Linked DNA regions of Mus musculus: regions 1, 3, 4, 5, 6 and 7 are each linked to region 2. A link is a contact called in public HiChIP or PLAC-seq and promoter capture Hi-C data. All regions are on one chromosome and are shown on one strand. The core of a region is the stretch at or near the end of the contact, and the rest is flanking DNA. Distances in the headings are between cores, read along the strand shown.

Region 1 (4,165 bases), core at 1,185-3,684, 490 kb after region 2:
AGTTTCTGCTCCACTCTGTCTCAGTATTTCTTTTAGTCATGGGAGGTAGAGGATGGGAGGAACTTGGGAGAAAAAGAGTAGGGGGAGAGGAAAAGGGGGGTCAGTATCAGGTATGGGAGGAGACAGGGAGACAGGAGTGATATAAAGAAGGTCAGGAAATTGAACACAGGCATGTAGCAATGAGGGCTAGGGAACTAGGGGTAGCAACCAGAGTCCCAGATGCCAGGAAAGCAAGAGGCTCCCAGACCCAAAAGGGATAACATTAGCTAAAATACCAAACAAAGGGGATGGAGAACCTGTAGAGACCATATCCAGAGGTTAGACACAGCCCCTAGGTTAGGAATTGTGGGAAGCCACATGTGCCGTTGCAGAGTGGCACTGACTACTGCTGGCCACCACGCATAAGTTTGGACAAACAACCAATGTGTACATATGCAGTAAAGTTTTTTGCAAAGACACTGCCTGGCCCGGGCATGATAATGAGGCTTTGAGAATATAACCAATCAGATGTGAGACATGCAAATGAGGTATGATAATGAGGCTCTGTGAGGTACAGAGAGAGAGTAGCCAATCAGATGAAGAACATGCAAATGAGGCATAGTGCATAACCAATCCGGGTGTGAGACACGCCTCTCCTAGGCCTATATAAGCAGCACCAGTTCTGGGCTTGGGGTCTCTTTGCCTCTGCAATCAAGCTCTCCCAATAAACGTGTGCAGAAGGATCCTGTTGCAGCGTCGTTCTTGCTGGTCAAGTCGGGCGCACGCAAGAAGGAATGGTGCCATCCACTCTTCTCCTAAATTTTAACATGTTCTCTTATTAACATGTAGCTCTTATAGAGCTAACCTGGAAGCTAACAAGCCTCAGAAAATCTTGTGTCTCCACCTCTCTAGCACTGCTCTACAAGCTATGTGAGAGATGTGAATTCAGGTCTTCAGTTTTGCACAGTCAGAGTTCTTACTGAGGAAGCCATTTTCCCAGCTCTGAAACACTTTCAATTCATATGTTCTCTATCTACAACTTAGAAGTTGTACAGCATGCTAAGTGTGATCATTCTCATTTCCTTGATGGAAGAATCAGTTCACTGTAACCCTTCTCCTTCACTCTGTTAATATAACTTTTTTATTTTGTGAAAACACCTATGTATAGGAATTCCATTAAACTGTGATGGAAGAAATGAAAAATACACATACAAATGTCATAGCTTTTTACCAGTCCCACATAATCATGTTTATTCGTTTGCCTCCTTGTGCATTGGAACAGTGGGCTAGGATAAAAAATAGTCGTTCTCAAATGCATGTAATCACCAGAGAAATTAAAATAATCTGCCTTTTATTCTGTACTATTTCTAACATTTGTTATTAGCTTTGGCAGGATAAAGACTGGGTACAGCTTTAGATATAATTATATTGCAATGTTATTCATGACATCCAACTTGTTAATTCCCTGGAAATCTAGAATGTGATCTTTCTTGGTTCAGGATTGTTTCCATGTATAATGTTTTTTTGTGGGCAATCTACACAGGAGCTTGTGGAAAATCCCACCGTATAGCTGTATATTGTATCTGTAGGGTTGGGGGCAGACATTTCAGTTTTAAGTTATCTAAATTTTCTATATTAGAAGAACTTTTGAACTGGGATTAATTTTAGATATCATTATTAAGTATCCCTCAGAAATTAATTACAAACATTGCAACACATTATTTTATATGTGGCAATCATGTATATAATATGTATATATACTGTAGATATTAATAGCTATATATACATAATAATGAATGCTATATGTAACATAAAAATGTTATATTAACAATAAAACTTTGTGTGTAGAATATTGATTCTAAAGACATCCTGAATATCAAAATCAGAAGAGGAGACTTGTGTCTTTTGTATAAAATTGCATAATATTTGGAGTAACCAACACATACCCTCTCATGAATCCCAAGTTACATTTAGACTACTCTCAATACCTAAAGCAGTGCAAAAGCTATGCAAATAGTGGTTATGGCCTGGCTTGAATCCAGACAAGGCTGATGGTACTATGATTCCCTCATCAGTTAAGCACATAGAACACCTATATTTAGATGTTTTATATTCACCTTTTTAGGTCTGTTATCATTTGCATACAGAAAAACTGTAGACAGTTCTCACTCTTCATGCCTTATATTTCTTCAGAATTCAACAAAAGTCCAGGGTGGCTTCAGACTCAGGTGATTGTGATTTTTCTGCCTCAACCTCTGGAGTGCTGGGACAATAGGCATGAGCCACCATACCTAGAAAACCACTTCTGAGTTTCTGGTGGTGTGTCACTGTGACTGACAGAAGAAACTTAGATGAGGAAGTGTTGTTTTGGCCACAGCTTCCAAGGACTTCAGCACATCTTTTCAACCAAAGCATGGCAGAGAAGTTCAGTTCAAGAGAGTGATAGCTTGTGGCAGAGGCTTCTCACCTCCCAGACCATGAAGCAAGATGTGGGGGGAGGTGTATGCTTATCTATGGTTTGCTACTTCCTTTCTTCTTGTTCTCTCTTCAATCTTCCCAGACCCCAAAGCTATAAATAGGATGGTGTCACTTAGCTCAGAGGAGGTCCCTTCCAGCCAGTTATTCCTCATTGTAGATACCCTTACATGATTACTCAAAGGTAAACTTCAAGCTCCTACATAATGCTGACAGTGAACATTAACATGCATAGATCTTATTCCACTATTTCCCCATTTTTATCTGTGCTACTACCTTCCCATATTTTCTATCTATACTAATAAACCTCATAAAACACTGCTATTATTATTTTTCTTTATAAAATATTTAGATTTTTTGAGATTTTCCGACATTATAATTTGATCACGTTCATATTCAAATTCCAAGATCTATCCCCACCTCCTTACCCACCCATGTTCAACTCTTGGCCCTCTTTTTTTATTTTGTAAGATTCATTTATTTATATCTTATGCATAAAGGATATGTCTGCACACATCCCTGTGTTATATCTGTGTACCTGGTACCTGTGGAGGCCAGAGGAAGACTTCTGAACCCTTGGAAGTATAAGTATAAATGGTTGTGAGCTGCCATGTGAGTCCTGGGAATTAAACTAGGGTCTTCCACAAGAGTAGCAAATGCTTTTAACCACCAAGCAATCTCTGTAGCCCCTTCTTTATTTTATTTTAATAACCATTCAACTACTATTTGTAATGGCAATATACTCTCAGATATAAGGCTGTCTATTAAAAAGATAACTCTATTCCCCTCAAAAGCCATCAAGTGCCCTACTCTTTGGTTCGAATCTGCCTATATCAGGCTAGAATGTTGGCTGTCTTGATTTGTACAGGCAATCATAGTGGCTGTGAGTTCATAAATGCAGTGGTCCTTGTCATGTCCAAAAGACACTGTGTTGCTCCAGACCTCTGAGACTTTCCTACACTCTTTCTACTCCTCTTCCACAATAGTTCCCAAGGCCTGGAAATGGGGTATAATATAGTGTTCCACTTGTGGCTGGGGACTCCTCTGACACTTATTCCCTAAATTTGACCACTTGTGAGTTTCTGCATTAACTACCATCTGCTGCACAAAGATGCATCACTGATATGGTCTTAGAATTTTAACTGTTGTTAGAGACATGGGAATTTGGAGGGTCCCTTGATGCTATGTATATTTAATAAAATAATAGCATTATGTTCACCCCAAGGGTCTATAAGCACCTCAATTAAGGCATCTTAGTCTAAATTCTATTTCCAGATATACATTTCCTGTTTTGGATCAGTTCTTAAGTCCCCACAGAAAGCAAGTGGCTGCCCCCATAACATTCATATTAATTTGAATAAGGGGGCATATGTGGTTATTGGTGGTCATTTATCATAGCTCACAGAATATGGGAAGATTGGTAATATTGTTGATGACATTTTTCACGAACACCCGGTGCATCACCTTATGGTACCAGGAAATATATACTATTTATTATTTTAAACAATCAATATTACTCTGAGTTTATGTGTACTTTCATAGTTTTTTAGATCTTTATTACTTCCTTCATAATCTTTTACCTACTGCCCTGGATATGTTTACAATCTGGCAAATATCTCATAGAAGAGGTGCACCTGTATATATTCTTTAGCTTTAGTCATAAAAAAAAGTTAATTTGCTTAATGTTATATTTTAATTATGTTAATCCACT
Region 2 (4,011 bases), core at 1,247-3,746:
AAGGAACTTCAATGGACTAGTAAAGAAATGGTGAAGACTTTCAAAATTAATTCATTCAATTCACAGCACAACCCTCTAAAATTATTTAAGGCACTTAAATTGGAAAATGATTTAATATATTGAAGTAATTCCTGATTTTCCAAAGCATTTAACTTTTAAATTAAATCTGACCCTACTATCACAGAAATAATGAGTGAAATGTGTATTCAAGTCATTACCTTCTTTTTTGGAACCCAAATTCACTGATAAATGTAATAGGACTTGTATAGTTTTATTGCCAAAAATGGTGTCAATCTTTTGATTCTGGTAACAACTACAGAACAGGTCTTTAATCTCCAAGACAGACTTTCTACTTTAAAGAAAAAAGTAACGGTATTCTGGTTATCAGGGGGGAAAAATATCAAGCATAAAGCCCTTAGTTCTAAAGTCAAAATATATTCTAGGCTGCAAGAATGGTGTTAGCAGCAGTGTAAAACTTCATTTCACCAACTTTGCTGTGCGTGCTGAAGTTCAACTTGCCCCTGGCCTCAAGACCTGTATTACCCCTTTGCCTAACTACTAACCTTTGCTCACAACTCTTACTGAATATTACAGTGGACATGGCACCCAGTTGCTTCTCTGTGGCGTGACTGTAGGCTTTGTAACTCACAGCTGTGTGTGTGTGTGTGTGTGTGTGTGTGTGTGTGTGTGTGTGTGTGTGTGTGTAATAATCAAGACTGAGAGCTGAGAACTACTAGCCTGTATGGTAGTAGAGAGTCCAGGAGGCAGGGGTGCTAAACACCTCTACATCACGTTTTAAAGTGAGGACTCCTCAGGAGACAAATGTTGGGAGTTTCAAAGACTTTCCCCAAAGAATTAATCTACTTGTCAGTGAAGTGCCTGAAAGGACTGGAAGAATCTGCCGGGGGTTTTTATCAAGCAAGAACTGGGAGTCCAAAAGGCTTGCCATGCATTTCAGAGACCTTCTTGTCCCCAGCAACCTCTATCAGCTAGGACTGCTTAGACAAATCCACCAAGCCCCAGGAGAGGAGAGATGTGGCCTGTGGCTGCTCTTGGAGACGATCCCTCCGGTCCCTCCGTGTCCCTCTCAGGTTTTGCGTGCATGAAGCCAGGAGAGCAATTACTTCCCTAGAAACTCCTGGCTGTCCTATCCTTGGGCCAAGCTGAGCTCCGGGGCAGCTTCGCCAGAGTTCTCATTCTGGATCACCAGCATTAAATACCTTTCCGCTGTCCTGTGTGGCCCAAGTCAGCAGACTATGATGTAGCCCAGCCAGGGACCCTGCTTCAGCCAGGCAAAGAGCGTCGGAGCTTTACACTTGAATGCAAAGCGCTAGCTTGGCTTCCTGTAAACTTGCTATTTCCACACCCCACACCCCCCAAACGAGATCTGTTCCCCCAAATCATAATGCGACTAGCCCACAGCGTCCTGGTCTCGAGGGCCAGCGTCCGAACTCCAGTTCGGCGGCCGGAACAGAAAACAAAAGAGTTACAGAATAATTTTCACGGTGTGGGAACGCCGGATCCTCCGGGGTCCCTGCACCCCGACTCCTAGCTGCTCCTCTGGCAAGTGATCCGGAGCAAGGAAGCGATGCCACGAGCCCCCGCTGTCCAAGAAAGGGAGGGAGAAGAAGGAACTAGAATATAAACTGAATTCTCCTACTCTGCCTCAGTTCCCAGACCCCAGACACACCCCCAAAGTATTCCGTGGGTTTTCTCTCTCGATCTCTCGCTTTTTTTTTTTTTTTTTTAAATGTCTCCCGGCAAACCTAAGCAGGGATCCTTAGTGGCGAACAGCAGGAAGGAAAGAATCCGAGCAAATCGTGTCACTTTCCGCACAATCGCGTTGTTTGGCAAACCCCCGGAGCTGCTCCACAATATTTACTACCCGAGCGCACGCAGCGCCGCCGCGGGCTGCGACCGAGCGCGCCCGGGACGGGCCTCTGCGAGCCGGCCCAGTCCGCCCAGCGGGCCCCATCGCGGTCCAGCCACCGCTGCCCCCCTCCCGGGATCGAGCCGCCAGAATCGGTGCAGACAAAAGCAGAGTGTTCACCTTGTTGCAATAGTAGGGGTCCAGGCAGGGAGAAGGTCCCAGACAAGGAGCGGCGGGCGCAGCAGCGGGCTGGGCTGGAGGAGGATAAAATCTTACGTCCATTTCACTCTCACATCAAGCAACTCCTTTTCTTTTCCTTTTTGAAAAAAAAAAAAAAAAAAAAAGTGCTCAGAAAAAAAAAAAAAAGCTCAGACGGAACAGAGAGGCGTCTGGGCTCAGGAGTAAAAGAAACACCTTCCTTCCCTCACATCCGTTTGTGGTTTGTTTAAGAAGAGGAAGAAAAGAGAGAGAGAAAAGAGAGAGAGAGGAAAAAAAAAACAGAGGGTGGAAAAGCGCTCAACTCTCCCCCCCAAGCCGTGGCGCGCACCCGTCCACACCGAGCGCGCAGCCTGCCTGGTCCGCTCGGCCCCGGCGCTGTCGGCCCGCCGCCGCCGGGCAGGTAACTTCACGCGCTCATTGTCCCCCCCGCCCGCCGCCCCATCCCCGCCTCCCGCGCCCTTCGCCGCCCGGCACTCGCGCTCGGGCTCGGGGTACTGGGCGTTTTATTGGAGACTCTGCCTTGCTTTGCTTTTAGTTTTTCTCCACGTTAGAGGCCTGGGATGGGGGAGTGATGGAGTGTGTGTGGTGTTGCAGGGGAGATCAAGATCGGAGGACACTAGTGCCCCGGACCGGCGGGGTGCCGACAGAGGCTGGACGCGGCCCAGAGGGTACAGTTGGGGACCGAGAACCAGGCGAGGGACAAACGCAGAAGAAGGGAATGCGGCTCGATCAGTAGTGGCGGGACCCCGGGCAGCGTCAGTGCCCCAGTCAGCACCCCCGGGTGGGTGCCATGGAGGTGGATACAATCACACAAAGGGGCTGGAGAGACTGAGCAAAGGCTGACTGGGGCACCGTGGGGCTCGCACAGCAAGGGGGCGCTGTGGCGCACCCCCGCCCAGCACCCGCAGCCCCACCCCCGCCCCACCCCATTCTTTGAGCCCCCCACCACTTACTCCTGCCCGCTAGCTGCACTGCCAACCTCTGCCCCGCGCGGGAGGTAGAGGAGAGGCTGTCTTGTGGCGCTGCTCGGGAGCCTGCAGGGAGCGCAACCTCTGCCCCATTCTAGTGTGCAGCTGACCAAGGGACCCCAGTTGATCTCTGTGCGAGGAGCGGTGCTCCTGGAGTTAGTGCTCAGAGAGCCTCGGCATTCGGCTTTGGTTCTCAGTGGGAGGGTTTGCAGAGGCTGAGCCTGCCCTTGCGGGACTAGCAAAAAAGACTCCAGGGGTGCTTAGAAGGGTAAATAAGGAAACAGTTATCAGCACACCATGCGCTACAGGGAACACATCTGGGCTAGTTACTTGCCTCTTGGAATTATACTTTCACTGTTGGATTCCCAGTAGCACTCTTGGAGCTCCACTGCCCACCCCAACCTTCACGAATCAGCTGTCTGCTTCCCTGGGCTCTCTTTGTTGGTAGGATAAAGATATCATCCATATTTTGCTTTACTTCGTCAACCCCAAAAACTTGCAATATTGTGTCCCCTGGCATCTGGGAGAGTTTTGGGACCCTGATGACTGTCCAGCGGACATCTTACGTTCTCCCTGAGAAAGACTTTAGAGAGAAGTTAATATAGGGGTGGGCAATGTTTACCTTTCAAGGGTGAATTCCTGATTGCTTCACACCTTAGGGGCCTAAGACCCTGTAAAAAAGTGGAAAATTCATGTCCACAGGTATCTGTTTCTGGCGTCAAAGAATATATGGAAACAGTCTTGTTACCTCCCATCCCCCACCCCAAACCGTTTTTAGTACATGGTGGGTAATAGCCAGCTACTCTCTAGCTCTCTGCAGCCTTTTCCAGGTTTCTCTTCCCTTATAATAGGAGCACCAGTCAAATGCAAAGATCTGAGGAAGCAACAGATGCCCTGTAAGGATAGTAAATTAGCATCCTGGGGTTCTCTCCTCTATGCAAAGGCCTTTGGAAA
Region 3 (3,846 bases), core at 721-3,220, 460 kb after region 2:
AAAGTAGTGATTATCCCATCTTCTGTAAATTTTATCTCTCCCAGTGCAAAGCTTAGCAGGGCTTGATGTCTTTATTCTTGAAAGTCGATCTCTGCAACAAGGCTTATTTCATCTGCACTGTGTGGCCATTCTCTCAAACAGCAGATGACACATTTCATTCCTTAAAGCTTTTAAAGAGCATCTCACGTAAATTATTCCTAGTTAATCATATGCAATTTACTAAATCCCAGCTTTTGAGATGCTTTAAAATCAAAATGAAAGCTACATATATTCAGTAACAAACGTATGTATACAGAGGTGATAATGGCAATCTTACTACCTAGTAATGATTATTGAGCTAGAATTGATCTTCCACATTCATGCTTCAAGTGGTGTGGAATGATCAAAAGTGGGATAAGAATGGCAGGTGGGTCAAACAGGAAATGAAATAAGATTGTACCTGTGTCTAGTGCTAGCACAGCTACAAATGCACACATACATATACATACACACAACCCATAGACATTAGTTCACACAAACTTACACATGCATGCACACACACAAACACATATATATTTATACATATAAACACACATATACACACAAACACACATACATACAAACACACATGCATACAAACATGAGTGAACACATACATAAACACACAAGGCACACATATATGTTCAAACAAACATACACACAAGCACAAACCCAAATACACACATACATCGCACAAATACACATATAAAACACAAACATGTACAAACACACACATATATACATACATACATACATTCATGCATGCATATACACATGTACACACACATATAAACATACATGTAAATGTACACACACAGCACACACAAAACATATATACACAAATACACATAAGTACACATATACACACAAACATGAAAATACAAACACAAAACACTCACCACATGTAAATATACACAGAGATGCATACAGCATACACACATAAAAACATACACGTGCATACACACATACATAAACCTACACACATATAAATGTACATAGATATACAAATACACACACACACACCACATCTATCGCCCAGACATTTGGGGATAAGAAAGCAAGCTAATAATCTTGAGCAAATAGATGTGATTAAATATGATTGAGCATGGTTTGGTTTTTTTTTGTTTTTTTGTTTTTTTTAATTCTCACAAATGTAGATCTTGATGAAGACCAGTTTGTCTAGAGTCCCACTGATTTAATTTGGGTGAGCTATAATTTACTGGGCTGCAGGAGAAACAGTAATTTGTTGAGGCCATCATCAGCTCATTAGAATCACACTGGGAACACTTAATGGTGTACAACCCACAGCTTTTTGTATCCATTTCATAGTGATTCCTCTCGCCCTGCCTGCTGCTCACCACTCCAACTGTTGATAGCATGATCCTTTCCAAACACACCCCAGAAAATAAGAGGTTTTAAAAAAAAAAGATTTAAGTCACCAAGAAACACATTTCAACATTTCAGGGTATGAGGCAGGCTGCTAGGATAAAATATTCTCATGTACTGTTAACATGTAAGATTGGCTAGCTGTTAAGTACTGTAAACTGCAACTTATCAAAAGCTCAAAAATCCTACACAACAGAACAGAAAATAATTATTCTCCCTGAACAGCTATTGTCTCCTGTCTCAGCTTTTCCTGAACTAATAAAAGGTTTAATTTTAAATGGTGCAAAGGAAATGTCAGCATTGCTAAGATATACAATACTCGGGTGCTTGGCTCACCATACATTAAAACGTATGAAATTAGACCTAAGTGAAGCCTAAACAAACCTGAAGATTCCCCTCCCTCCCCCAGGCACCTTTTCTCTTTACCTCTGATTGATAGGATCACGTGAAACCAGCCTGGGTTCCAACACTGTCGTTTCAGATGACAAGGTCTTGATAAGGGCCGAGAGCACTGGTTAGGGGGTATGTATTTCCGGGCCTACGATTTCAGTTATGCACAGTGGGCGATTTAGTTCAAAGGAGCAGGGACATTTATTTTGATGCTTCACAGGAAAAAGGAGTGGGGGCAGGGACGACAAAAGAGAGAAAGGCCTTAAAGGCTTCCTGCATTCAAATGTGTGCATCTGTTTTCACTTTTACTATCTTCAAAAAAAAAAAAAAAAAAAAAAAAAAAAAAAACGAAGATAACGTTTCAGTCTAAGACTGGCTGCTGCTGAAGCTTTGGTGTGCTAAGAAGAAAAACACTGCTGAGGGGAACATGGCAGGGAGCAACAGTCCTAAACTTTCCTCAGCTTTGGGCTTCACAATGAATTTGATTCAGATTCCAAACAATTAGCAATAATAAAAATATACATTAGGTGAGCATGCTCCTCGGTCAGTATTTCTCAGGTAGGTTTATTTTAAATAACCAAAATCAATGGAGTTTGGAGAGATGTAGTTACCTTTATTTATGCTTTCTTCCTCTTTTTTTTTTTCTATTTTTCTTCACAAATATATGGTAATTATTCGTTACCTCCTTTTATTGAGCATTGTGGTAGTTCCAAATAGTATAACCCTTTCTCTAAAAAGAAACACAATCTATTCTTTATAAATGTTAGACACGGTATTTAAATATTGGCAAACAATTCAGTGCTGTAACATACAATGAGAGTAGAAGAGAAAAGTAGCTACCACCCCCAAGACTCCCCTGAGGATGAAGTGTGGCTCAGTCTTCCACTGACTAGAATGGGAAATGCACAATCAATGTGTATAAAGTACTTGTTCCATAGGCACACTCATGAGCACAGTGAGTGATAACCAAAGCTCCATAAAGAAAAAAATGTTCTTTCCATCCTTCTTCCTTAGTTAAAAGGGGCACCTATAAAAAAAGACAGACCAATCAAAGAAAAAATATAGTTTATTGGAGTATATACCTTTAAAAGTTTTTGTTGTATATCTCACACACACACACACACACACACACACACACACACACACACACACACACACACACACAGCACATTTTCAGGAGAGGTACACAGAGAAGGGAGAGGCAATCTGGAATTCAGATATCATAGCCATTGTTTATCAAAACAAAGGTTTAAGCCCAGAGACATGGAAGTGTCAAGAACAGCTTTGAGGTAGGTTATGTCTGCACTTCTTGGGGTCTCTCGTACTTTGGACTCATAGTTCTACTCTGGATTTACGGATAGAGACTCACAAAACGATGTCTTCCATTTAGATGCAATTTTCTTTTACAAGGAAGTAACAGATTCCTGTTTTCAGAGCTTCTCTGTGTCTTTACTTTCTCAAAATTATCAGCTCAAAATAGTGTTTGTGCCAAAGAGGCATATTTTAGCATTGCATATTCTTTTTATTGATTGGAGTGTAGCATTTCATCATCTTCTTGTTCCAATAATCAAATATGTTAACATGACATGTTGTGCTCTGTATTTTATCTTAAATTTTTTCTTCTTTTCATCACACTGCCACGACAATTCTTTCAAAACCATAGCTCCTTAAATGTGACATTTTAAATCAAAGACAATTGTCAACAGCCATGACTTTATATTTATTAAATATTTCTTTAAGATAATCTATACTTAAATGATATTCTTATAAAAGCATGAGAGTATGAAATAAGGTTATAAATAAAATTTGGTAGCACATCCTAAAAAATATGAACCATGGAACCCTTCTCTGAATATAGATACTTCTTCTACTTTACAATAAATTTCTGCTAACAGGAGTGATAATGAAGACTGTATCAGTCTCATTGCGGTAGTGACTTTGGTCCTTTGGTTCTACAAAACAGAGAAATTACTGGCTCATAAGGCAAATGATCACAGATGATTTTTTTTCAGCCCAGTTTATATTTTCTTTGCTTAAATCCCTTACCTGATC
Region 4 (3,744 bases), core at 1,186-3,685, 320 kb after region 2:
GAAATTGCTTATGAAATGCCTTCATAGCAAATAACACCCAGTAATGTGTCTTAGAAGTAATGTGTTTAAAAATAAATAAAATATCCAGTTTCAGTTTAATTATGGATTGAAGAATGGAATGATCTTGGGAAGTCCTCTCAAAGGTGTGAGAAAAGGATGGCCATAGTGACCTTTTATTGTGCTTAACCTGGAAACTCACACAGGCTGTTCTGATTGAGTGTCTAACAGCTGGCAGATGTGAGGGGCCCATGCTAATCTTTATCAGATATCTTGATGTAAATTTACAAATTGATTCTTTTTCCTTGGTTGTATAGAACAAAGGGAAGTAACGAATGCTTCCCTTTTATTTGAAGATGAGGCCACACCTTTTTAATGGCAGTTTATCTGATCTTCATAGCAGTTCATGACCATATTACCCAAAGAATCATAAAATTTAATTTGGGCTCAGCAAAGCACAAGTTAATGTTTATCTTCTAAGTTCCCTCTAAAGTCTAGACATTATACACATTTTTCTATAATAGAGAACCATTCCACTTCACAGTATTATAATGAAATGGCAAAGGCCATTAAATTATAGATCAATTTTTATTTAGTTGATAGCTTGGTGCATCCTGTTCTTGACTGCTTATCCCTACTGCACTGGGCTCCTGCTGAAGGCACAGGATAGGAATGGTAGAGAGAGTATGTCAAAACTGTTATTTTATGTGCCAGAAAGAAGAGGGGTTGGTCAAGGAAGAATCAAATATTTTTCTTGATAGCATAATTAATTTCCACTGATATAAAGATCTCAAAATGCCAGGGATTCCCAGAGGCACTCCCCTGGGATCAAGTCTTGAACACATGGACTACTGTGGAACTCTTATGTCAATCATAACATTAGGTGATTCACTGATCACTATTACAATGTGAGCAAAGACTTAATTTTGTCTTCATAATGATAACCAATTAAATATGGGAGTGGGCTATTAGCCACACAGAAGAGGGATTTTCAAGCAGGCCCTACCTCACTCATAGACCCTGATCAAAGGATAGCACAAGGTTATCACTGACACAAATTCTAGGATTTCATTGCTGCCTTTGTGTACTCCCTTCAAGGGCAGGCCACTCACATCCAGGGGTGAAGCCTAGAATGAAGATTGAATGGAAGTAATCAGACCTTCTCTTTCTACATTCCTGTGGAAATATGTAAGGAGAGGTCTAAATGAGAGCTGCCATAGATGGACAGAGTCACAGGCTGGCCAAACAGTGAAGCCAGTTCCCAGAAGGTCTCTGGGGTGGAGATTCAGTTCAGGCTACACAGGCCCCGAAGCAGTCTAAATTTCACTTCCAATTTCTTGTGATTCTGCTGTGACCTTTAGATTTCTGAAAGGCTGTTGCATAATTGCTAGCACACAATACAGACCTGAGAGCAGGAGAGTGAGCCAGATTATATCCACTTCTTGCCACTTCCACTTTTTCACGGAGCACCAGCTCTTGTAAAACAACCCCAGACTTGATAGGATTTTAGCATTTGCAAAATATTCTTCCATAGGCTTCTCAAGAATCAATTTGGGTTAGAACAGATTTCTAGACACTACTCCTAGATCTTTTCTGATGGTTTTCAGAACTCTATTCTTCAGAAAGCTCTCAAAAAATTCAAAGTCTTGTCATGAGCCACATTAGTGTCTGAATATTTCCAAGCCTTTTCACTGGGGTAGGTGAAAAGATCCAACATCTTCAAAGGTCTATTCTGAAATCAAATGGCCAATGAACAGCATGACCTGAGCAGGGTTAGCTTCTCCTTGCTTGTTTTACAGCCCAGCAATTTATTTTCATTGACTTTGTAACTTGTATTATCAGACTAGGCTATGCTAGTCCTAATGGACTTGGGGACACTATGACACAAGTATTCTCTTCTACCATTATTCTCCCTTTTATTAAAGTTAGAAATAACTGGAAAATGCTAGTAGATGCACACTCTTAAAGAACGTTTCCTATGCCCTCCAACTAGGTTTGTTGATAACAATGGACCTTCATAGGGATAGATCTTAGAAGAATAAATATTGCATTTGCCATTAATACTGAATTATACATGGCTTGATTAAAGGAGAAATAAAAATTTTAAGATGGTTTGGCAAGGGGAATATTGTTGGGTGCTTAGAGAACATGTTTTGGAAGAAATAGAAACGGATCACTCATTAGGAAATCATCAGAGCAGACAGCCTGGTCTGGTCTGGTGCAGAACAGGCAGCTCTGCTGGGGTCAGAAGTAAGGCTTCAGTCAGCCCCGGCAGAGCTGCACTTGTGCCTTTAAGGTCCCCTGTGAAAGAATAAAGAGGATGGAGAAGTGCCATAAAAAAGTAGGCTCAAGTTCATCTGACATCACATCACTAGTGGCGTTGTTGGACTAGAGACATTGTGTTTGCTTATATTTCTCGCCGAGGAAGGTGCTGAAAAGTTTCAAGGACATTTCTGAAAACAATGGGCCTTGTTGGTAGGAGGTGTGACTGTAGGCTTTCTCCTTTCAGGGTTTGCTTATCTTAAAAGGCTCCTTCCCAGATAGCTATAGAGGAAGTTGGCTCATTGTAAGGGCTAAGTGGAGGAGGGGGCCTATCTGGCATGACTGTTCTCTACAACAGCTGTGAGCATAAAGAGAATACACATGGAAGGCATGGAAGGTCTATGTTCTAGCAAATATTACCAAATAACAACATGTTAACGTTATATGTTACTTTACCATTTGCCCCAAACCAAAACAAGCAATTTCCTTAAAAATAACAGCATAGCAATGGGGGCTAAGGATATGGCTAAGTGGCTGTGAGCACATGTTGCTTTTACAGAGCTCTCAGGTTTGTTTCCTAACACCCAAATGGAGGCTCATAATCCATAATGTAACCCAACTTCTAGGATGTACAGTGCCTTCTTCTGGCCTCCATGGGCACCAGGCATATATTTGGTATACAGGCATACATGTGGGTGAAACAGCATACACAGAAAACAAAATTAATCTTCCAAAACCAACCCAACTAAATGGACACATTTATACATTAATTATAATATAATTATATCATTTTTTCTCTTTCTTTTCCCCCTCCAACTTTTTCAGGTACTGCCTATCCCTGATCCCTCACATCCCTGATCCTTCTCAGAGTCATGGTCTCTTTTTCATACATGTACATATAAATGGCTTAACGTGTAACTTGCTCAGTCTATTTACTGTTACATAATTTTAGGGCTGACCATTTGGTTACTAGATAACCAAGTATGTCGCTTATCCCTGAAGAAGATCATTTCTCCTCAGTCCCTTGTCTTTGGAGCCTGCATGAGATTTCCCCCTTCCATATTAGGATGTCTACTTGTGTGGTTTTTATTTGTGTCTTGCTTTAGAAACTGTAATTTTGAGGAAACATGGGTAGAGCTTCCCTGTTTTTGCTAGAAAACACATTCTCTCCGTAGATTTCTTGATTTTCTGGCTCTAAAATCTTTTGACCCCCTTCCCGTGTTGTTCCCTGATACTTATGAGTAGGACCTATGATGTAGATGCATTAATCAGGTCTAGGCACCTCAAGATCACTGTACTCTGCCTTTTGACTGCTTGTGGTTTTCTGTGATTATCTTTATCCATTGCAAAGAGAAGTTTCTTTGATGAGGGATGAGAGATATACTAATCAATGAACATAAGGAGTGATTTCTTCCTGATTGAGTGGCCCTTAAGTCTCAATAGATAGCTGTTGGTTATCACCCAGATAGAAGTCCTTAGGGTTAT
Region 5 (4,279 bases), core at 99-2,598, 370 kb after region 2:
ACACACACAGAAGAACAGAGGGCTAAGGACTAGAGCTCAAGTGAGAGAGAAGCTATCCAGTGTGTGTGTGTGTGTGTGTGTGTGTGTGTGTGTGCATGTATGTGTGCATTTATCTGTGTGCGTACATGCGCACATGTGTGTGTGGCTATAACTTTACATGGTACTATATTTTTATTTGAGTTATTATGCCTACATAAGAAAAAGTATAAGAGATACTGGATCCATATTTACTTAATAGCTCAGCTTTGTTTTTAAGTGTTTTGGGCTCAGTATATTGACCTTGAGAAAACAGGCTGCTATGGTGCTTTTTTTGTTGCCTGTTGCTATGTCATATAATGAGATGAGGACACACTGTGTCTCCTCGTTAGTTACAAGATCATCGACATTATTTAACAACTTCTTATTGGGCCATAAGCACCACAGAGTTATGAAGGAGACTGGGACTATCATGAGCTTTTGAAACCTCAAACCCCACCCCTAGTGACACACTTCCTGTAAAGGTGTTACACCTACTCCAATAAGGCCATACCCCTTAATCCTACTAAGTACTCAAATATGTGAGCCTTTCTGGGTCTTTACTAGGAAGTACAAGGAATCTTAGAATTATGGAGCTGAGTGAAAAGAAGTTGGGTCACTAGCTCAGTACCATTGAAGAGAAATCAAGAACCCAGCCTGTTAAGGATGACCTAGTATCTGATTTTAGTTGACAGAAGAGAGACAGAGAGGGGAAAACATCTTCCCCCTCCGTGCAGAGAGAGAAACTATTAATCCCCTGCTTCAGGGCAGCAGCCATAGCAGCTCATTTCACCTTAACGACATCTTAACAGTTTTGTTCTCAGAAGCTAAATTGCGAAACAGGATTTTTGGAGTTGCAAACAATTCAGCTCATAATAAATACAATCTCTGCAGCAGAAAAGTAAGTACAAATGTGTGCATTGTTTTTAAATGAGTACATACATCACTGTGAATTACTAGAGGTTGAAAACGCAATGATTTCTTCTGAAGTCTGATCAGGCAGTTCACCGGAAATACTTAGTACATGCACTTCCTGTATGCAACCTGTCCTCTCCTCAGCCAAAACCACCAGCAGAAGCCTGAGGGGCTGCTGCAGATGAGTCCCTGACACTTTGTAGGGAGCTGGATGGTGAATGCCTTTCTCCTATTAACAGTAGCCTAGATCCTAATTGTACTGGAGGAGGAAAGGGGGACAAAGAAACCTTACAAGAGGAGTAGGAGGAGTAGGATGAAAAGCTCTTAAAATGCTCTTTGATATGGTAATTCATTGCATAATGCACAGATCACATAGTCAATGATTGTGCTTTCAGATTCTAGTAGAGCAGAGATATTCCTGTCTCACTGATGTTACAGCTGTTGTGATGTAGACAGTGACTGGGGGTGCTGGAATTGGCCATGCTGCTGTGCTGATAGTAATATGCAGGGGTAGCACACATAATGCACAGTAAATAGTTCTTGATAGACAGCAATGTTCTCTCTCCTGTACTTATAGCTGTGTTTTCTAATGATTATTGTAACATAGGCACCATCTCTGAGTATAATCTGTACTGTCTGCAGGATGCCCTGTTATAGTTTTACCAGCACTGCACATAGGGCTCATGTTCACTGTCTGTTAGCTGAATATTTTCTCTCATACTCTATATACAGCCATGCTCTTGTTAATCCCAACGATGGGAAGAGAGACACCACTGACCCAAATCATCTTGGCTAAATTAATTAAAGCAAGATTTTTTTTTTTTTTTAGCTCCAGTACACCAGCCGTATATCCCTAAGGCAGGGTTTGAGAAGTCAGCCTTCGATATGAAGAAGATAAGTCTTTTATAGATCAGGGTAAGGGTTTTCTGAATGTGGGATTTGATGGGCAAATAGGGAGGAATACAAGAGTAAAACATAGGAATAACAAGTTAGTCCTAAGGACCTCCCAATACAAAGGCATAGTGGCAAAGTGGGCATAATAAAGTGGTCCTTATCACTAGGCTGCCCAAGGTGGTCATATAACCTTGTAAAGCATAAGGGGACTGCAGTATGCTTATAAACAACTTTTTGGAAAAAAAAAACAAAAAACATGTTTGACATTCCTGGAACAAGCAGTACAGAACTATTTGTAGTTAAAGTTTTGGTGTGTCATAGCCCAGTCCTTGAAAAATAGAGGTTTAATCATAAAGAGGAACTAACTTAGTTTGGCCTTACTATAAGTTGTCTTTTAAGCCTAATATGGAGTCAGACTGAGTTTTCATTGTGTTTCTCCATGATCCTAGAAGCAATTAGGAACTAGGGACTCACTCTGAGGCTGTACAGTCTAGATTTGTGTGAGTAAGTTCTGTATGATTTTCACCCAAATATGCAATTGCCTATGGGCCCATTTCTCAGAGTTGAGCAGTCTGTGAAGGTGTTATTTTCTCTAGCTCCTTCTATCTCAGCATTTGTTCTGACTCTGACATTAAGAGAAGAGTAAAAATGACCAACAAAGTGATACCTCCACTCTTGCACCAAGGAACTCCATGGATGGGTTAGTTGGGTTAATTGCTTTAAGATTAATGTTTTATTTTTATTCAATTTTATTAATAACAGCAGACTCACACTTGGTGCCAGAGTTGTGGAGGGCAGCTGGAAGGTTTTTCACAATGCCACAGATTTTTCATCAAAACCATGTAAAACTAGAAACGAGTACCCCTTGAAGATATTGACATAAGAACAGGTTTTCATTGTAGTCATGATGATGAATGACTCTACCATAATAGATAATTCATATGCTACAATCATTTCTTAAAGTTAGTTTGGACCTATTATGTTTCTTACCAAATCTTGTCTGAAGGAGATAGTAAGTTATTGGAACTAAACACTTTGGAAAGTATGCTGTCTCGACCCATAATTGACTAGTTATTTGGCAGGAATTAACAAAATACTAAATGTTTTTGTCATCCAGAAAGAATACTTGTTTTCATTCAGTACAGATTCTTGTGGGCATCTACAGTAGCTTAGGACTAGCTTAGATGGAATGGCTTCTGGACTCTGAGACTGGATTGGAAGGTACTCAGGCATTTCTCTACCCTGACCCACTTGGGAGAGGTAAATACAAACACTGGAGTGGGAACACAAGAAATTATCTTGGGTTCCAAGACTCCACCGAGAGTATTCTGCACAGGTGAGAGTGTGAACTACAGAAGCTAACAGCTTCTGGGACAGGCAGGAGCCACAGAGCTTCTGAGGCAGCCCCCTTTTCGGGCCCCAGACATCCGGGCACCATCCCGGCCAGAGGATAGGACAGAAGGTGCCCGCCCAGCCCAGAAGCTCTTTGCCAGAGCATCCGCTGCAGACATCTTGGTTCCAGGACTCCACGGAGAGTATTCTGCACGGGTGATAGTGTGGACTACAGAAGCTAACAGCTTCTGTGACAGGCCAAAGCAACACAACTTCTGGGACAGGTCCTGTTTTGGGCCTTCATCTTCGTCCAGGAGGGAGATCCGAACGCCAGATATCTGTGCACCTTCCCTGTAAGAGGAGAGCTTACCTGCAGAGAGTGCTCTGACCACTGAAACTCAGGAGAGACCTAGTCTACCAGGTCTGCTGATAGAGGCTAACAGAATCACCAGAGGAACAATCTCTAACCAGAGACAACTAAATCAACTAACTCCAGAGATTACCAGATGGCAAGAGGTAAACATAAGAATCTTACTAACAGAAACCAAGACCATTCACCATTATCAGAACACAGCACTCACACCTCGCCCAGTCCAGGGCACCCCAACACACCCGAAAAGCTAGTCCCTGATTTCAAAGCATATCTCATGATGTTGGTAGAGGACATCAAGAAGGACTTTAATAACTCACTCAAAGAAATACAGGAGAACACTGCTAAACAGGTAAAAGACCTTAAAGAGGAAGCACAAAAATCCCTTAAAGAATTGCAGGAAAACACGACCAAACAGGTGATGGAATTGAATGAAACCATCCAAGACCTAAAAAGGGAAGTAGCCACAATAAAGAAAACCCAAAGTGAGGCAACACTGGAGATAGAAACCCTAGGAAAGAAATCTGGAACCATAGACGCGAGCATCAGCAACAGAATACAAGAGATGGAAGAGAGAATCTCAGGTGCAGAAGATTCCATAGAGAACATTGGCACAACAATCAAAGAAAATGGAAAATGCAAAAAGATCCTAACTCAAAACATACAAGAAATACAGGACACAATGAGAAGACCAAACCTATGGATAATAGGAGTAGATGAGAATGAAGATTTTCAACACAAAGGGCCAGCAAA
Region 6 (3,766 bases), core at 829-3,328, 350 kb after region 2:
ACTGAGATAAGTAGAGGGAGGGGAAGTCATAATCAGGAATATTATGTGAGAAAAAATAAATTTTTAATAAAGGATAAAGATAAAGACTCTTTCAAAGAAGAAATGAAAGTACTTATGAGATACTATAGTATCTCCATACTTATGTATAGTCATTTCTTACCTATACTTTATATGTATATACTTTATTTATATACATACACACACACACATATATATTCTTACTTATACATACTTCCTACTTATACATATATTCTCATATATTTATATATCTCTAGATAGATATAGATGATATATAGATGATGAGATACATGTAGATATAAATAATACAGCTATAGATATAAATAGAGATAGAAAATCTTATTCTTCTGTCTTTCACATAACCCCTTTCCAGGCTCTCAGGAGCTTTGGTATTTGTTTGTTGAGACTGGATAGATCATATATACCCAGTCTAACACTGTTGATTACTTTTAGCAGAACAATGCTTAGAAAATCTAAAAGATTGGGTGGGAGAGAATTCAACATCTTGCCCCACAAAGAAAGTGTCTCATAATGGCTGTATTTAAGTCAGTGCTCACTGGCAGATCATATCTCCAGATGTCTACATCATATTGAACTGTAACAGAGTGTATCATTCATATCTGTTTCAGCATGTTTGACCTAGAGGTTATGTCCATGGGATAATAAAACAGTAACTCTCCCAATTGCCAAATTGGACTATTTAAGTAGTTCTATGATCTACTCTGTGTTTAGATAAAGTCTATTTCAATCACAACTGGATTCAGCTAGATTTTTTATGGTGTGCTACAAGCAATGTTTTTTAAAATTATTTCCTGTGGTATATCTCACTTGTGAAAATAATGAGGGAAGACTGCATGTACTGATTTCTTTCCTTAACACATAGTATGTCCTTTATTTTAATGTCAAATCATCATTAAATCTTTCACAAACACAATAATTATATCTTAGCTCATGTAAGTAGGGAAGCTCTCATACAATCAAAGAAAAGGAGGAAATACACACGGTAGGCTCAATGCATTTCCCTGAGAAGGAATTAGTATTTTAAATTAAAATGCATGCCTGCCCTGCACAGTAAGGCATGAACAAATCTCTGTGATTTATTAAGGTTTAATTTTTTCTGTTATAATTCTTTTGGTATTGGAAAGGAATCACATGTGTGCTCATATTTTATTGAATGACTGGCTATCTAGTCCAAATAATCTCTTCAGCTACTTGTAAATGTAGGTAGGTGAGCTGACAGTTACAAACCATGTCACAGTCACAAGAGAGACCTTTAAACAGGGATGAAAATCTTCTGTGATTGAAAAAGTGTATTCATGAAATTTTTTTTGATATTAGTAGCATAGATGTTGAAAAGTCAGCACCCAACAGAATCATCAGCTCAGTCTATTCAGGGTACAGTATTTACAATACTGAATCCAGTCACTTTCTGTTTAATGAACCTGTGTAACTATACATGGATATAAACAAAAGTCAACATACCTGAATTATGATTGTCTTGAATTATAGTGTATATGACTTTTATCATATTCTCACATTATAGAAACCATTTTGCAGTTAAAATGGTTGTTTCATAAATAAAATATGGTTCATAGCAGGGCAGACAGAAAACTGGAGACTGTAAGGATTAGTACACAGTGGTGATATTACAATTAAAAGTCACTCCAATTCTCAATTTAAAACATTCATGGAAGTAATAAGACATTGTAACACAGGTTGGAGGTGCTCTGAAACTTAAAAATTAAGTTGAATTTGTCATACACATTCAATAAATGCTCATGGAAATAAAAAATTTAAATGTGCAGTTTCTGCATTACTAAACAATTCTGCTTCTGTGTGTAGTCTCAAGATAATTGAAAACAAGTCTCTATTGTAAGTAAAACAACACAAACAAAGCTAGTATGCATGGAAGGGCTTTCTTGGTATGATGGCCGAGTAGAAATTATCAAGACTATGTCAGCGCCTAGACAACATCTGCACTTGAAGAGCCTGTCTAATGTGACAGTTTTACAATCTGGAGTCTATTAAAGCTCTGCAAAGCCCCATGGGAGGAAAGAGTTGTGTATTACATTTCATTTCAGCAATTAGCACAGGAGTAATTACCCCTTTCCGTCCCCACTGCATGGAGGACAGCTCTGGGTAATCTGCTGTCTTTGAGAGAAAGACACTGTTCTTCATCTTTCAGATGGCCAGGCTCATACCACTGGGTGCTACTTCTGACCACCGAGCTGTGAATAGGAGAGCAACAATATTGTTATATCTTTCCTCATAGATGCAATCAGATCTGTTGTGCTGATGTGGTATCAGGCAATGTAAAGGGCCACTGCCATTCCACTTCTCATGCCTCCATTACTATCCCCAATTTGAAATGGAGACTTTAATCTAGACATCACAAAGCTACTTTATAGATGGGGATGATGAAAGAGTGCCTTGCATACCTGGGAAAAAGAGCGGCTTAGAAAATACCCTAGAAAATCCTAAATTTATTACTCAGGTGATCATTGAAACAGTAATTTGTAAATATAGCAAAGAGAATCAAACAAAAAATTATAATGGAAAACAGCAAAGCTGTGAGTTATGTAATAGTAATTTATTAGTATCTAATGTTCACTGTTAAACAACAAAAAACACCACAATGTAAGAAAAGAACATAGATATTTATCCTATTTAAAGAAAAACTAATAATGAATGGGAACTGTCCCTGGAAAGACCTGATGGCAGACCTACTGCACAAACATGTGAAAATAAACACAGATGCTCAAAGAGCTGAAGCAAGATGTGGAATAAGTCATAGAAACAATGCATGGAGAAAGCACAGGTAGATGTGAAGAAATCACAACACTAAAGAGGGCAAAAAAGATGTTCTAAAGTGAAAAGGCATTTTTTTTTTTTTGCTGAAAACTTGCTAGAGATTCAAAACAGAGCCAAACAAGCAATAGAGAGAGTTAATGAATGAATCATACAGGATGATGCAAATCATGAAGTGAAGAATAGATGAAATAATCATGAAGAAAGGTGAATAGAGACCAAGCTGAACATTGAGTGGAGCATTGCATTGTGGGGGCATGGATGGACAAGAGAATGGAATAAAGAACACTTTTGCAGAATAATTGCTGGAAATGTATATGATAAATGGGCTTGTGAGCATACTAAAAGCTCAACAAATATTAGTTGAATAACAGTAATTCAAAGTCCCAAAAGGTTGGGTGGCAAAATTAAGCACATTTTAATGATTAATAACATTAAAAATGAAAGTATTAGAAGAAAACTGCAGCAGAAAATAAAATTTAGTATGAACCATGATTGTCACACCCACTGATGAAAACTTAAACATACTTCCTCTGAACAAGACTGTAATGTCCCAACATTTCAATTCAACAAAGGATAGAAAGATATAGGAAGATACAGCTTTAACAGAGAGAGAGAGGGGGGGGGGTTAAAATTTCTCTCTTGAGATAACATATAGAAAATTCTGAAGAGTCCTCAGAAATCATCAAATGAAATTAGCAAAGGCAAAAAATGTAAAGTCAACATACATAGCTAAACTTTTTTTCTTCATTGACTTATTTTAAATACCTTATTAAATATCACTTCACTATAAATGTTAGAATAAAGTTGGTGTATGAAGTAACAGACCTCCTTTTTCTCTGTTAAGTGTTTACAGTTACAAATATTTCTGTAATCCTCATTCATTTTGTGATGTCTAGATTTCATTTTTTACTCCTGTCAAGATTTTGTTTTAATTTTT
Region 7 (4,096 bases), core at 775-3,274, 410 kb after region 2:
TTCTTTCTTTCTTTCTTCTCCTCCTCCTCCTCCTCCTCCTCCTTCTTCTTCTTCTCTCTCTCTCTCTCTCTCTCTCTCTCTCTCACTCTCTCTCTCTCTCTCTCTCTTTCTCTCTCTTTCCTAGCACAGAGAATAACATCAAAATTCAAGAAAGTACAAAAGGATTACGGTAAGTGTGGTAAAGACAGGAAAAGAACTCTACAGGGTGGGAAGGGGATAAGAGTCTGGTGCTTTGAAAAGGGTGTGGGAAAATGGTGATAAGGAGTGTAATACATGTGAAATGGAAGAAAGAAAAAATAAGGAAACATACAAGTTTACATTCATTTAAAATTACACACACTCACGCGCACAGATTAGTTACACTAATTGGGGTGATAATGTTACTCTGAAGAGCCACAGACAATCTATATTTAAAAACAAAAAACAGGGCCAGGCATGAGAAATCCCCCTTTGAGGTGGTGGTCAGGAGAGTCCAAGAATTTCTCAAAATAATATAGGTTATTGCGTTTGTCCTTGGCTTCTTTACAGAACTTGAAAGCAAAACTCTATTGTTCTCTTTTCCTTTAAAACAAGATACCTATTTTTTAGTTATTTAATATATTATATTTCATTTTTATCAAGATGCTTATATTGTTTTTAAGTAATTGTTGAAGAAATATTGAGTTTTTCATTGTTTTTTTTTATTTTGTAGTCTGTTGCAGTTTCTCTCTGTCTAATATTTATTTGCTTATTATTTATTTTAGAAAGGGTCTCATCATGTTGCCTTGGTTGGTCTAGAACTATGCACACCTGGCTGTCCCAGAACTTACATAGTTATGCCTCCAGGGTGAGATCCGAGGTGTGCACCCCCATGCCTGCCCCTGCCCCAGTCTCTGCTCTGTGGTTCTGAAAGCCTCTTTAGGTCCATGACACTTCCAGGGGAACTTTCCTTTACTTCTCAGGTTTCATAATAAATACTTAAGCCATATTATATAGTAATGACAGATTTTTAAATATATTTTTGTTAAAATATTTGGTGGTAATTTAACAGATCAATTTCCTTTACTATTTAACTTGAAGCTAGAGTTACTTTCATATAATCTTCAGTTCATAAAGTACCGAAAACAGAAGGTATCGGGCATCTAGCCAAGCATGGAGCACAGAGTTTTCTAGAAGATGAATTTGTCATAAATCACCATATTTAAAACAGAAAAAAATCCTTATGAACAAAGCATATATAAATACTGTATTCTTATATTAATTTAAATCTATAACAGATTATTAGCAAACTACATTTTATATGTCAGGCAAGCTTTTCATTCTAATAATCAAGAACCAAATATTAGGCATCCAGAGGGAAAACATCCTTCAGATTCAGGCTTATGCTGCTCTCACACAAGAATCTATCTGTCACCTCTCTCCCTCTCTCTCTCTCTCTCTCTCTCTCTAACTACTGCTGTCTACATATTCTGCATATCTACTATGTTTATGTCTGTTAAAGAGTTCATATTCTCAGACATGATTAATATCAAAGTCTGTATCAGCTCAAGAATGCAGTATTACTATTTTGGAACACAAAAGAGGAAATAACCTACAATTACTTCCTCAAAATTAAAAGCTCTGTTTTTATTGGAGCTTAGCTTTATCTCCCGGATACAATTTTAAATCTGTAAAATATTTTCTTATATGTAGACAAGTTACAATTTAAAATCTAGATAGTAGTATATAAAACCATGAATATTAAGCCACAAGCAAGATATGGTTTAATATCAAAGAGAAATTAAACTTTATGCCAAACAGAGTGAGTTAGAATGTCCAACAAAAACAGATATCATAATCCTTATACTCATTAGAGCTCTAAGCTAATTCTAATGATATGACAATCCCACGCAGATTCCCAATGCCTCTGGATTGCAGTAGGTTTATATCCTGTGAATCAAGGAATGTCACTGTTTAGCAGCAAAGTACACTATAGTACCCTTTGTTCCCCTTGGGATTTTGTGGTTATATTGCCATGGCCCCAAGTATCAAAAGTATGCATGATCAGTCTAGGACGTAAGAAAAATTCCAAATATAGCTACCTGTCTGCTTTCTACTGTCAATCCCCCTCTCCCTACACACACAATAAACATTCTGATTGGAGAATCAACTACTGTATGAACCAATCCCACTGTTAATTAATCCTCTGAATTAGCTAAGGCATGAGTCTGCAATGAAAGCATCTGAAAACTTAAAACAGAAATATAAACAAATGTGCTGAGATTGTTTTTATGTTTCCGTGCCTGTGGAGAGCTGTGAGCAATTACCATTACAAGCCTCCGCTGTGCCTAACTGGTAAACAAGTAATGTGCGCAGGTGCAAGAGTAAATTCGTGCCAAGTCACTGCCCGTCCCGGGGCGTAGTAGTGGGGTGATGAGTGAGCAGCTAATCAGGAGCTGACACATCACACGGAGGGGTATATAAGCAGCACCATTTTCCTTTGCATATGCTATAGTGGTGAATGTGTGTGTCTTCCTGCATATGTGCTTGTGCATGCATGTGTGCAGTTGTGTGTGCATGTACATGTATGTGCATGCATATATGTTTGTGTGCTTACATGAGATTTTGGAAGAGCTAGGTACATGCAGTCTCAAAAATGAGTCTAAATTCCACATGATGAGGAACTATCTCCATGACTCCTTCTCTAAACTGACTGAACAAATAGAGATGCACAAGTATTTGGCCAAAAGAAAAATAGGACAAGCAGGTATTATAATATAGTATGTAAAAGAATAAGGTATATGTAATTTAGCATGGTGATAGTATTTTTGTTTTCTAACATGATGTCTTGCCTGAGTGAGAAAGCTATTACACTCTTTAGAAAAATATAATTTCTTATATAGTTCATTTCTGTCCTGGGGATTCAGAGCTTGGGATAACTTCTCCTTAGGTAGAAGATTTTAGAACCAACTTGAGTTTCTCACTAATTTCTATTTCTAGCACAAAGTTAGGAGGACTTGCAGCTATATTTTTTAGATGGAAGGTAATCAGGTTTATATCAAACTTTATTACATTTCTTTAGTGTCATACATTCACCTTTAGATAGGAATCTACATTTCATAGAGAAAAGATAGAAAATGAATTTTTGCCTCCTAGCACTGCAGTATCTAGTAATAATATAAATAGAAAAAGCTATTCACATCATTTTAAGCTATTTTATTTAAATGTCTGAAGTATTCTCCATAAATTTTTCTTAGATTGAAGGCAGCCCTTCACATAGCTCCTAGTTTTATATAAGCTTTGAAAATTATGAGGAAAATAGATGTTTAACTTTATTTTTGCCATCTATTATTTCACAGATACCTCGTTCCTTATTATCCAGTATTAGTGTTTTACTAAGGAATATATTATGACTGCATTTAACTCAGATTGCTTCATGGCTTTTTTTAAAAGGCAAATGATTTATATAATCTGAAGAGAAAAGCGGTATTCAGTGTGATTTTTAAAGGAAGGTAATTTAACAAAAGACTCACATATCTAAAAAATTTTCATCAAAAGTAAAAAAAGTTATACTTTCCACACATTCTGTCGATCTCCCTAATGAAGCACACCTGTCCCCACACATTTTGATAAGACCATTATAAAGCTGGTCCCATTCTCCTATTTTATATATATGCTTCTGATCTTGAACTAAAAAGAAAGTGTATGCTAGGCAAAATGCGTTTTTATTTATTAGTGAGCAATATTTTCCAATCTATGCCCATGATATTTAGACTGTTTCCCTAAATTTTCTACACAAGACTCAAAGAATTTAATCAAGCTATTAAACAGAAAAGTACTAAAAATTATATATATATATATATATATATATATATACATATATATATGTATAATTTAGAAAATTCTTGAAAGGATATATACTTAGAGAACGAATATGTAATATTTCTAGGAAATAATGACCGAGCCTCCTCCCTGGCTCTGTCAGCCTAACCTCCTGATTCTCCTGTTGCTTATTTTCCAATAAGTGTGAGGCTGGATTTTAGTTTGTCCCTCCCAGGTGACAGAATTCTGCTTCCAAGATAAGGACATCAAAGCAATGTGATTTCCATCTTATCTCTCTTTTCCCAACTCGGAACCG

What was found. Promoter capture Hi-C pulls out the DNA fragments that hold promoters and counts their contacts. HiChIP or PLAC-seq counts read pairs in DNA pulled down with a chosen protein or histone mark.
Region 1: an H3K27ac HiChIP or PLAC-seq map of T-cell acute lymphoblastic leukemia shows a contact between it and region 2, with 5 times the contacts expected there. The contact joins the enhancer-like site here to the promoter of Tox in region 2. A contact is called at or near these places in 5 of 115 datasets of contacts at active chromatin or transcription factors (DN3 thymocytes, the SCID.adh cell line, T-cell acute lymphoblastic leukemia and 2 more) and 1 of 9 other capture datasets (pancreatic islet).
Region 3: an H3K4me3 HiChIP or PLAC-seq map of the SCID.adh cell line shows a contact between it and region 2, with 18 read pairs. The contact joins the enhancer-like site here to the promoter of Tox in region 2. A contact is called at or near these places in 9 of 39 promoter capture datasets (the HPC-7 cell line, embryonic stem cells, frontonasal cranial neural crest and 5 more), 1 of 15 datasets of contacts at CTCF or cohesin (pro-B cells), 7 of 484 Hi-C or Micro-C datasets (CD4 T cells, CD8 T cells, Th1 cells and 2 more), 11 of 115 datasets of contacts at active chromatin or transcription factors (CD8 T cells, DN3 thymocytes, the SCID.adh cell line and 8 more) and 2 of 9 other capture datasets (adipose tissue and liver).
Region 4: a contact with region 2 is called in an H3K4me3 HiChIP or PLAC-seq map of the SCID.adh cell line, with 10 read pairs. The contact joins the enhancer-like site here to the promoter of Tox in region 2. A contact is called at or near these places in 4 of 39 promoter capture datasets (frontonasal cranial neural crest, liver and pre-B cells), 1 of 15 datasets of contacts at CTCF or cohesin (pro-B cells), 6 of 115 datasets of contacts at active chromatin or transcription factors (DN3 thymocytes, the SCID.adh cell line, double positive thymocytes and 3 more) and 2 of 9 other capture datasets (adipose tissue and liver).
Region 5: a contact with region 2 is called in an H3K27ac HiChIP or PLAC-seq map of thymic regulatory T cells, with 6 times the contacts expected there. The contact joins the enhancer-like site here to the promoter of Tox in region 2. A contact is called at or near these places in 3 of 39 promoter capture datasets (hippocampal neurons and liver), 1 of 484 Hi-C or Micro-C datasets (CD4 T cells), 5 of 115 datasets of contacts at active chromatin or transcription factors (DN3 thymocytes, the SCID.adh cell line, acute myeloid leukemia and 2 more) and 1 of 9 other capture datasets (liver).
Region 6: a contact with region 2 is called in an H3K4me3 HiChIP or PLAC-seq map of the SCID.adh cell line, with 4 times the contacts expected there. The contact joins the enhancer-like site here to the promoter of Tox in region 2. A contact is called at or near these places in 5 of 39 promoter capture datasets (cranial neural crest, frontonasal cranial neural crest, hippocampal neurons and 2 more), 1 of 484 Hi-C or Micro-C datasets (the N1E-115 cell line), 5 of 115 datasets of contacts at active chromatin or transcription factors (DN3 thymocytes, the SCID.adh cell line, SST interneurons and 2 more) and 2 of 9 other capture datasets (adipose tissue and liver).
Region 7: a contact with region 2 is called in a promoter capture Hi-C map of HPC-7-derived erythroid cells, with 5 times the contacts expected there. The contact joins the enhancer-like site here to the promoter of Tox in region 2. A contact is called at or near these places in 4 of 39 promoter capture datasets (HPC-7-derived erythroid cells, hippocampal neurons, liver and 1 more), 1 of 15 datasets of contacts at CTCF or cohesin (large pre-B cells), 2 of 115 datasets of contacts at active chromatin or transcription factors (acute myeloid leukemia and large pre-B cells) and 1 of 9 other capture datasets (adipose tissue).

What each region holds. Positions count from the first base shown.
Region 1 is chr4:7,483,342-7,487,506 of GRCm38.p6, forward strand. No RefSeq gene overlaps it. Among named protein-coding and RNA genes, the nearest start is that of 8430436N08Rik, 75 kb to the right of the region's middle. Within about 2 kb of position 2,435, at least 10 of the 459 cell types and tissues checked have an H3K27ac peak or open chromatin away from gene starts, as enhancers often do. A contact at or near this core is called in the SCID.adh cell line and T-cell acute lymphoblastic leukemia, where this site is marked.
Region 2 is chr4:6,988,340-6,992,350 of GRCm38.p6, forward strand. It overlaps Tox (thymocyte selection-associated high mobility group box), which reads right to left and starts at 2,497. Exons shown (of 9, transcript NM_145711.5): 1 at 2,051-2,497. The coding sequence starts at 2,152.
Region 3 is chr4:7,453,326-7,457,171 of GRCm38.p6, forward strand. No RefSeq gene overlaps it. Among named protein-coding and RNA genes, the nearest start is that of 8430436N08Rik, 110 kb to the right of the region's middle. Within about 2 kb of position 1,971, at least 53 of the 459 cell types and tissues checked have an H3K27ac peak or open chromatin away from gene starts, as enhancers often do. A contact at or near this core is called in CD8 T cells, DN3 thymocytes, the HPC-7 cell line and 11 more, where this site is marked.
Region 4 is chr4:7,312,041-7,315,784 of GRCm38.p6, forward strand. No RefSeq gene overlaps it. Among named protein-coding and RNA genes, the nearest start is that of Gm33646, 120 kb to the left of the region's middle. Within about 2 kb of position 2,436, at least 10 of the 459 cell types and tissues checked have an H3K27ac peak or open chromatin away from gene starts, as enhancers often do. A contact at or near this core is called in the SCID.adh cell line, where this site is marked.
Region 5 is chr4:7,363,248-7,367,526 of GRCm38.p6, forward strand. No RefSeq gene overlaps it. Among named protein-coding and RNA genes, the nearest start is that of Gm33646, 170 kb to the left of the region's middle. Within about 2 kb of position 1,349, at least 39 of the 459 cell types and tissues checked have an H3K27ac peak or open chromatin away from gene starts, as enhancers often do. A contact at or near this core is called in the SCID.adh cell line and thymic regulatory T cells, where this site is marked.
Region 6 is chr4:7,334,858-7,338,623 of GRCm38.p6, forward strand. No RefSeq gene overlaps it. Among named protein-coding and RNA genes, the nearest start is that of Gm33646, 140 kb to the left of the region's middle. Within about 2 kb of position 2,079, at least 2 of the 459 cell types and tissues checked have an H3K27ac peak or open chromatin away from gene starts, as enhancers often do. A contact at or near this core is called in the SCID.adh cell line, where this site is marked.
Region 7 is chr4:7,403,752-7,407,847 of GRCm38.p6, forward strand. No RefSeq gene overlaps it. Among named protein-coding and RNA genes, the nearest start is that of 8430436N08Rik, 150 kb to the right of the region's middle. Within about 2 kb of position 2,025, at least 7 of the 459 cell types and tissues checked have an H3K27ac peak or open chromatin away from gene starts, as enhancers often do.